Regions from separate parts of the Sus scrofa genome. Here region 1 is linked to region 2. A link is a contact called in public HiChIP or PLAC-seq data. All regions are on one chromosome and are shown on one strand. The core of a region is the stretch at or near the end of the contact, and the rest is flanking DNA. Distances in the headings are between cores, read along the strand shown.

What was found. HiChIP or PLAC-seq counts read pairs in DNA pulled down with a chosen protein or histone mark.
Region 1: a contact with region 2 is called in an H3K27ac HiChIP or PLAC-seq map of skeletal muscle. The contact joins the promoter of MIER1 here to the promoter of SLC35D1 in region 2. A contact is called at or near these places in 1 of 5 promoter capture datasets (liver), 2 of 47 Hi-C or Micro-C datasets (heart right ventricle and skeletal muscle) and 2 of 2 datasets of contacts at active chromatin or transcription factors (alveolar macrophages and skeletal muscle).

What each region holds. Positions count from the first base shown.
Region 1 is chr6:145,677,289-145,682,515 of Sscrofa11.1, forward strand. MIER1 (mesoderm induction early response protein 1) reads right to left here and starts at 2,775. Exons shown (of 14, transcript XM_021096499.1): 1 at 2,582-2,775; 2 at 1,436-1,536. The coding sequence starts at 2,648. It overlaps WDR78 (WD repeat-containing protein 78), which reads left to right and starts at 2,847. Exons shown (of 19, transcript XM_021096495.1): 1 at 2,847-2,901; 2 at 2,904-2,951; 3 at 2,954-3,014. The coding sequence starts at 2,847.
Region 2 is chr6:145,530,905-145,535,645 of Sscrofa11.1, forward strand. It overlaps SLC35D1 (UDP-N-acetylglucosamine/UDP-glucose/GDP-mannose transporter), which reads left to right and starts at 1,696. Exons shown (of 11, transcript XM_003127939.6): 1 at 1,696-2,992; 2 at 3,818-3,851; 3 at 3,949-4,035. The coding sequence starts at 2,790.

The sequences.
Region 1 (5,227 bases), core at 1,525-4,024, 150 kb after region 2:
TTAATATTTATACTTGGGTTAACAAAAATAAATCTGTAAATCCTATTGATACTAGGTGAACTGAAAATGGGACGTTATAGAGTTGACAGTATGAGAAAATTCACCATTACCGATTAGGTATTTAAAATTATTAGTTTATAGTCTTTATTATTGTGATATCCAAAATGGTAGTTCTGTTAGAATTGTGTAGTAAAACATTTACAGTTAGGCTAAAAGGTGTTGTTAATTCCAATTATATGTGAGGTTTGTGGCTAATGCCTTAAAACAAAAAAATCACTATACAAAGCCTGAATAAATGCCTCTTTAGCTCCCATTCTCCACCTAAAGGCTTCCTTATTTTCCGGCAAGCTAACATCAACTTTTACCACATTAAGCTACTCAAAACTGCTGTTATTTTGGGAAATTATTTTTAAGCAATTTACTGCATACTCCATTAAAAAATTATTAAACAATTTTATAGAGGCTCCAATACACATACATACACACACACATGCACACATACACGAACCCCTCAAAGTTATTATTTTGCTATTAACAAAAGCATGTTAAGCCTCAATTTTACTTCAACCAGCACCTCAAACTAGCCAATAATTAAACCTGGCAATTTACATACATCTAAGAAATATAACCTTTAATTTGGTACCAATATTTGATTCAAAGATAAGTAATGTATACCAATACTATAAAAACACGTTATGCAATTCAGAAAGGTACCTCTCAAAATGCACCAAGAAAATACCTGTAACAATTTAGACTCTGAGACTGTTTAAATGAAACAGATTAATACAGCACATTCACAATTCTAAAATCAAATTCTGTATCTAACAATTTTCAGAGTCCACGAGTCCCTTTTGAGATTACTTTGTAAACTATTTCCTAAAATTTTTATTTAAAAGTGACAGCCTACACATGATGTGCAGGTAAAAATTTATGGATAACTATGAATTTGGTTGAGAATACCTAAATGTTGATGTCACCTATTTTTAAACTGAGATTTTAGATAAATTGAGAATTTTACCTTTACTTTAGCAAGCAGAATGTAGGTTACAAAGTAGTAATTAATGCATTACATTTGTAAGCCCCACATCTATGCAACAATCAGCATCATCTTTTTGTTAGTTTGATTTTTATTAATGCCACTCCAAATACACACACATATATATAGCCTTTTGATTCTTCAAAGAACAGTTCTGGTTTTTCTTTTCGTAATTTTTACATAAAGAATTGTATCCAGTGGTTCCACTTTATCAGATTACCACAAACTGATATTTCAATAGTTTTAATATTTTTGACATGTTATTTTTATCTCATCCAAACTCTGGAAATTATTAGCCCATCAGTCGTTCTCATACACTAGAAGAGTAATATAACATTTATATTACTTGAGGGAGTTTGGACTTTCCCTCCCTTAATCTCCAAGCGTGCCCCTGCCTACCAGCATCACATCCGTCTTGTCTGCATTGAACCTCAACCAGTTGGTTCTTAACCACGTCCGAAACTCAGCCAGGCACTGGGAGAATCGAGCCACCACACCATCTGGATCAAAGGAAAGAGAGCCTCAGTAGTAAGGAGACCAAAGACGATGATACCACAAGCTCCCCATTCACCCTGTCTCTAATTTTTTAAAACACGGTCAAGAATTGGGACAGGAATCCCACGACAATTTTAGAAAAACATTAATGAGCCTTGGGTCATGCAGTCTGTAACTGATGGTAATGAAATAAAAGCGACCCCAAAAATAGGTCGCCTTATTCCACCCATGACTGAAGAAAGGTTCACTCAACTCCGGGTGGTCTCAGCTAAGCGGCCTCAGTGGAGGGGCCAGTCTTGTAATTGCATAAGCTTTTCTGCAAAATTAAGAGTTTTAGCGTTGGAGGAAGCTTTGGGGATAAATGGGGCCCAGAGGTGGATAATGACTCGCCCAAGGTCACATAGCGAAGACTAGCGATGGGCTCCAGGCCAGAGATCTTTCCACCAAAAGCTGAAAGAACAAGGCCATTCAAAGGCGGGGGAGGCATCTGTCTCCAGGGTGGGGCTGCGAGGACCTCACTCCCTTACAATAACGCCTTCTTCGAGCCTCTCTTCCCTCCCTCACTCCCTCTGAAAAGGGCCGGTTCGCCCAAGGGCTGCAGTGGGATCGAATCCGTGATACAGAGGCAAAGAGGCGGAGCCACGGGCACCATCAGCTTGGCCCCACCCCGACCAGGTTCGGGATCAGACTGAAGAAAGGGGCGGAAGCCGACAGGGCGAGGCGAACTCACTCCGCAGCGGATTCCCAGCGCGCCGCGGATGCTGGGGAAGACCGGCGCTGCAGCCACCACCGCCAAAGCAAAAGACCCGGCTGGGAAGGGGTGGGCGGCGGAGAGGCGCTGCGCATGCGCCCTGGGTGGCCGGCGCCACTTCGGGAGGGGGAGCAAGAAGGGCTTGATCTCTCAGCCCCTCCCCGGAAGTTAAGGATCTTCCGGGCGATACAGTGCGGTGGGGGAGGGGAAGGAGAAAAAGGGTACCGGGGACACTTGGAGAGCCCTTCATCCCAAATAGGACTAGGAGAGGATAGATGGTTTATGGAGGCTGCACTTACAGCCGCTGCCGCTGCTGCCACCGCCACCTTCGCTGCTGCCGCCACCGCCTGAAGAAGCCCCATCCATCCGCCTGCAGCCGGGGAGACTCAGAGCCTGGGAGGGGCCTGGGGCCCGGGCCGCCCGCCTCCTTCTTCTAGTCGTCGGCCGGAGCTTCCTCTTGCTCCGCCAACCCTCTGCCCTCCCCTTCGCCTCCGCCCTCCTCCTGGGCCTCTAGCCGCCAGCCAACCGCGCGGCCGCTTGTTGAGCCAGGGCTCCACTGTCTCCATGACGCCCGGCAAACATTCCCGTGCCTCAGCTGGAGCCGCTAACGCCGAGGGTTGGGATACTGGGTCTCCAGAAGCAGCCAAGGAAGGGGGTGGTCGACCACTCCCATCCGGTCGCCGCCATGCCCATCTCTCCGGTAAACAGCCGCAAGCAGCAGAATCTCGGGGTGTAAGTTCCGGCGCTGAAACTTTAGTCCATCCCGCCTGATCCCGGAGAGAGCCCTTTCAGAGCCTTTTACTGCATCTGTGTTCAATCAGCAGTCTTGGAAGCTCCTAGGCGGCAGTGTTTCCTTCCTTGACCTAATACATCCTTTTCTAAACCTCTACTGCTGTGCTTGCTCTCTTAGAAAAGAACCTAGTTTGTTTAGAACTACCTTTCGTCCTAGTACTCCTGTTTTTTTGTTTTGTTTTCGGTCTGCAGTCTCAAGCCTTTTGCCTTCAAATTGTGCCGAGATGTTCAATCCTCTCAACTTCTATGACTCATCAGACTGTACATTGCTATGCGCTGTAGTCGAGGTTTTTTCCTGCCTCCTCCTCATACCATCCTCCCTTAAAACTCATTCCAGCTCACAACGTTCTGTTGTTCTGCAGCAGTGGATGAGAGGCTGGAGAAAAGCAGACAGCTCTGGCGATTTGTCTCACATTTAAACTTATATGGTCCCTTAGTCTAGCAGCCCCACTAAAGTTTCCTAATTCCTCGGCCCTTCCATGCTTCCAGACCACTTTTGTTCTCTCTTTTCAAGCCTTCTGTGACTCTGCTCTCCAGTCTCTTCCAGCTGTCTTTCTTTAGCAGAACTTGTTGAATGAACTTGGAAGAGAACCTTGCGTTCTCTCTTGAATATGGTACTCAGGTCTTTGTCCATCCTACCACTTCTCTCTCTCACACACACACAAATAGCTTTTGTGAAGGTAAGCAATAGCTCTCCAGCTATCCAACTGGACATTTCTCAGTTTCTTTTCTAACACATTCATTAGCAGTTTTCATCTAGTTTATCACTTCTTGAGTTTCGAATCACATAATTGGGTTTCTGGAACACCACCCCTCCTTAATTGTCCCCTTGGTTTATGTCTACCTCTTTTCAAAATACTCTGCTGGTACCTCATCTCGTCCATACCTAAATGTGGGAGTGTTGCTGGGATCAGTGTTTAAACCTCTTTTCCGCACTATTGTTTTTTGCCTTTCAGAATTACCTGTATACTGATGCTTTACAAGTTTATCTGTAGGCTTTTCCACGAAAACAGACAAACATCTGCACTTAGGAGTTAATAGGCATCTCAAAATTCGTATCTAAACCTGAACTTATTCCCCCTCTAACAGTCACCCTCAACATGTAAATCACTGTGGCTTTTCTGGAAAGCATCCAGTTTTTCCCATTTCATTCAGAGTGAAAGCCCACATCCTTGCAGGGCCCTACAGGACCTCACCTTGGACTCTTCACCTTGGCTGACTAAATACACTCAGATGGTTCCACAATGGTACAGGCACATTTCCCTACCTCAAGATGTGCATTTGCTGTTCTTTAGAATATTATACCCCCTTGTAATCTCATGACTCATTTCCTTCAGGTGTCACCTCATCAAAGAGTCCTTCCCTAAGTACCTTACATGAAATAATAATACTCCTCCCAGCACAGGTTCCTCAACTTGCTTTATTCTTCTCCATAAAACTTATTCGTGTTTGGCATATTATATATTTGTTAATCTGTCTTCATCCAAGCAATGATGTATTCCATGAAGGCAGAGATTTTTTTCCACCATTATTGCCTAGAATTGAAGAAGACACTCAGTAAATACTTGCTGACAGCAAATGAATGAATATGTACTTCAGTAACATTAGCTACTGCTCATCTTGTCTGGTTTTTGTTTTTACTTGTAGGTATGGAAATCTCAAAGTAAAATTAAGTTTTATTTCATGTAAATTTTTTAAATGTCATAGAACCCTCATAGTACCTGAGAGAGTGTTAGAAAAATTCTTTGGGGGATTTCTTAAATAATAACACATTAATGAGAAGTTATCTGTTAAGGAAAGAGTGGGGCGGGAGATAGGAAGTGGTATAACCAGTTTTTGAGCTAACCATTTTATCTAATTAAAATTTCCTAGATACTATCATTTACAACCATTGGTTTGACCTAATATGTTATTGCTCATCTTCCTCAGTTTGGGACTTAATCCTGATCTTAGGATCTCATGAAACATGTACTTATCAATTTTCTACTTTCTCCAGTTTTTCCTATATTGGATCTTTTCCACTGTCTTAACAATACAGATCTTCCTCAACTTAGAATGAGGTTATGGCCCAATACCATCGTAAGTTGAAAATATCATTAAGTAGAAAGTGCATTTAATACACCTAGCCTACCTTAAACATGCTCAGAACACTT
Region 2 (4,741 bases), core at 446-2,945:
ATAGGCCAGCAGCTGTAGCTCTGATTCAACCCCTAGCCAGGGAACTTCCATATGCCACAGGTACAGCCCTAAAAAAAAAAAAAAAAAAAAAAAAAAAAAAAGAAGAGTGAAGTAGAGAAGTAGGGTTTCTATGCTGACATAGAAAGGGCTTCAGGGAATACTAAGTGCAAAGAGAAAGTTTGCATAATAATAATGGTAATAATAGTAATTATTATTATTAGAAACATTTGTACAGTGTGTACTATCTTCTAAGCATTTTACCGTTATTAACTCATTTAATTCTCATCACTGCCCTATGAGATGGGGGCTATTCTTATCCCCATTTTACAGATGAAGGGACTGAAGCACAACAATGTCATATAATTTGCCCGAGGTCCCAAAACTAGTGGCAGAGGCAGTTCTTACCTGGTACTTTCCATTTATGTTTAAAAAATAAAGCATGCCTGTAAATATATGCATGCATGTATATGCATATGTTTGTGTGTATGTATTCATTTAGGCACAGACAGTGGCTTTAAGCAGAGCCTCCAAATGGTTAGAAGTCACTTTCTCTGAAAAGTGAGTTAGGATGAGAGAGGAAGAGGGGAAGACCGTTCCCTGCTCCAAGTCTTTTTTTGCTTGTTTGCTTTTGCTACAAGGTAAGTGAGGTTTCTCAAAATGTACCTTTCTAGTTATTTTTTTTCTACTGCCATAAGTTTAGGAAGAATTTGGCCATTTTCTTCATGGTCGAAACGTTACGTCATTATTGATTCATTCAGCAAAAACTGCTAGATGTCCCTGTCTCGACCAGCCCTGAAGGAGCTCCCTGTCTCGTGGAAGAGACTAACATGTAAACATGTAATTTCAGAGGCTCTGTAAAGGGGATGCACAAAGATGGGTTGGGAGAAGCAGAAAGGAAAAGTAAGAGCTCTGCAGCAGACAGGGAAGGGGAGGGAGAGGAAAAGCATCCCAGACGGAGGGAATAATGAGAGTAAAGACACCAGAACCCACATTATTCTTCAGGGAACCGGGTGTAGTTTGATTTAGCTGCAGCTTAGGGAGGAAAAGGTGAGGAAGGCAGGTGCCGCCTCACCTCAGCCCTTGTGGACCATGTTAAGGACTTGATCCTGTGTGCCAGTTTCCCCTAAGGAACATTCAAAGAACACAGGTGTTCCAAGAATAGCTTAAAAGATACAGATCAAGAGATATACCTACAATGGACTATTATCCAGCCTTGAAAGGGAAGGAAATTCTGACACATGCTACAAGTGGAATAACCTTGAAATTACGCTAAATAGGTTAGACACAGAAGGACAAATACTGTATGATTCCGTTTATATGAGGTACCTAGAATAGTCACATTTATAGGTACAGAAAGGAGAATAGTGGTTACTAGAGGATGGAGGGAAGGAGGAATGGGGAGTTACTGTTCAATGGTTACATAAACTCAGTTTGAGATGATGAGAAAGTTCTAGAGAAGGGTGTTGGAAAGAGACGCACAACAGTATGAATGTACTTAATGCCACTGAATCATACACTCAAAAAGTGTTAAAATCATAAATTTTACTTTATGCATATTTTACCATAACAAAAAAACAAGTTAAGATGGTAAATTTTGCTATGAATATTTTAGCACAACTTTACAATATGGAAAAAAATTTAAAAGATATAGACAAAATTTTTTTATAAATTCGATGTTCTTTTTCTTTTTTGATATTAAAATTAGATCATTTTACTTAAGCTGATAATAATGATTTGTTTTTGTTATACGATAATGTCTACCACTGAAAGCTACTGAAAACTAGCTTTATACCCGGAGATGGGGAGATGCAGGCTCAGAGAGATCAACTAATTGGCTCAAGAGCACACAGCTAGTGAGGGGTCATTTCTAGGAATCCTAGAATTGGAACACAGCTCTAACACTTTGCTCTTTCACCAATCCCCAAACCACTTGATTATCTTGCTACTTTGGATAGGGCAATACCTTACTTTAGGGGAAAAAAAAATCTCCCTTGGCCTGCAAAGACAGCATTGTTTGGTGTTTTCTGGGTTCAGAAACCGTAAGAAATCTGGGACAACGCAGAATGAAATATTTGTTGAGTGTCTACACTTGATCCACATCTGATTCTTTTTAAGGGCTTGGACCCTCTGCAAGAGAGATCAAAAACATTTAAAATGAGTCTAGACGCACACACCCTAATAACTACTCGGCAAGCCAAGCCACCTGTTACCTACCGACTGGAGGAGGGTCTGTATTTGTGTGTGTGTGTGTGTGTGTGTTGCGGCAGTTATCTAAAGAATACGGCTTTCAGCTCCCTAGCCACCAGCCTCCCTATTCCAGGTACCCCGCCGCACTAAGAGAGCCAGCGCGGGCTCGCGCGCAGGCGCAAGGCAGCCGCTAAGTTCCGCGACTGTGCGGTGCTGACTGTCGCGTGGTGTCCCCGAGTGGTTCCCCTAGGCTACTTCTCCCTCTTCATCCTGGACTCAGGGTCGCCACTGCCCGTTCTGCAGGCACTTTGCAACCCGTGCCCAGGCCGAGCCAGGCGCAGCCCCTACCCTCTGACCCAGCGTTGCACAATGCCCGACCAAAGTCCCCGGGCGGGTAAACCCCAGCGTCCCTGCCCCTGGGCGGGGACGGGTGGCGGCCTTGCGGGGAGCCGAGGCGACCAGCGCAGCCGGCTCAGTGCACCGGCGCCGGCCCTCGAGTTCCCCGCGAGCTGCCGCCGCAGACCCCCAAGCCGCTCGGCCCCGCTGCCCGCCGCTCGCCGCTCCCCTCGCAGGCCGCCGCCGCGGTCGCCGCCGCCGCAGCCATGGCGGAAGTTCATAGACGTCAGCATGCCCGGGTTAAAGGAGAAGCCCCCGCGAAATCCTCCACACACAGACATGAGGAGGAGCTGGGGATGGCGTCGGCCGAAACGCTGACCGTGTTCCTGAAGCTGCTGGCAGCCGGCTTTTACGGCGTGAGCTCCTTCCTGATCGTGGTCGTCAACAAGAGCGTGCTCACCAATTACAGGTAGGGCCGAGGCGGCGCCGGCCCAGGCCGCGGAGAGGAGCGGGCGGCGGCGCTGGGCGCGGGCTCCCTGGACTTTGGTTGCAAAGTTGGAGCTGAACAAAGTTGGGCGGGAGCCGGGGAGGGCGGGCAGGCGGCTGACACGCGGCCGGAGCGGCGGAGCCGGCTGGCTCGTCGGCCGGGCGTTGTGGTCCGGCTCCCCGCGCGGAGCTCGGGACAACGCGGAGCGAGTTCGGGGCCGCTTTGGGCAAGCGCCTGCCATGCCTACTGTGCAGCGCCTTGGGGAACCTTGCCCTTCGGAACCACAGAGCGAAGTTGCTTCGTGACTTTTTAACTCTGTGCACGCCAGGCAGAGAGCCGGCTGAGGGATGCCCTCCCTTCCCCGCAGCCTGGCCCGGGGTCTGGGACTTCACGGTTCTCCGAATTGGCTGACAGCCTCTGGGGACCTACTCATCCTCGAGCCCATTTAAGATGACTGTGATGCAGCCGCTGGGACCCCGAGGCAGAAGCATTTTTTCCCCCTAAAGGTGTGAAACCGTTGAAGAGATATGTCTTTTATTTCCAAGAAAAATCTTTTGCAGGCAGCCGACTGAAATTGTAGAATTTGGACAAGATGAGACAAGGGGCCGCCGGAGGCTACAGAATCAGCGGTGTTGCCTGACAACCAGCAGGGATATTTCTCCCCGGTTGTCAGACGAGGGGCAGACGTTGCTGTGTTTCCTATCAGTATGCACTGTAAGGTCGCCGATGTGCAAGTTGAATTAAGCGAGCTCGAGTTTTGCTGACCATGTGTTTTGTTTTGTTTTTTTCTCTCTACCATTTTTGTAGATTTCCCTCCTCACTATGTGTTGGACTTGGCCAGGTTAGTTGGAATCTTCAGCATTACGTGGTTGGTGTCGTTAGAACTTCTGAGTGTGCCTTTATGTGTAGAACAGTGAATCTGTGTTCTCTGTTTACAGATGGTGGCTACAGTGGCAGTACTCTGGGTGGGAAAGGCACTCAGAGTAGTCAAGTTTCCAGACTTTGACAGAAATGTACCTCGAAAGGTAAAAAAAGAAAAAAAAAGGAAAACTTTATTTTCGGAAATCACTAAATGTATTTTTATCAGTGCCTTACATACCTAAAAATTGCAGTCTTGAAATCACCCAATCCAGAGTGGGTGATTAATGAAGGTAAAGAATGAATGTTGTAATAGGTTTTTAAAAAGTCCCACGATCTCTTTAAATTTAAGAGGAAAAAAAAAAGTCCCTTGATCTTATGTTCTGTTTTAATGAACACTTGTTGGGATGACAACCATTTAACATTTTCTTTCTTTTTTTTGTCTTTTTTTTATGGCCCCACCTGAGACATATGGATGTTCCCAGGCTAGGGATCTAATCCGAGCTACAGCTATCGGTCTTTACCACAGCCACAGCAACACAGGGTCCAAAGCGCCTCTGTGACCTACACCACAGCTCATGGCAATGCCAGATCCTTAACCTGCTGAGGCCGGGGATGGAACCTGCAACCTCATGGTTCCTAGTCGGATTCATTGCCGCTGCGCCACAGCGGGAACTCTACCATTTTCTACATCCTTCTCATCTAGCTAGTGTGTCCAGCATTCATTATTCTTTGGGTTTATTTTCTTGTTCTCTGTCTGTGTCTGCTTGACTCCACCTAAAAATGAAATACTTTTCCTTTTTCTGCTGATATTAGAGCCATGGGTTCTACATTATCATGTTTTGAAGCAAATGATGTTGCTGTCCCATATAG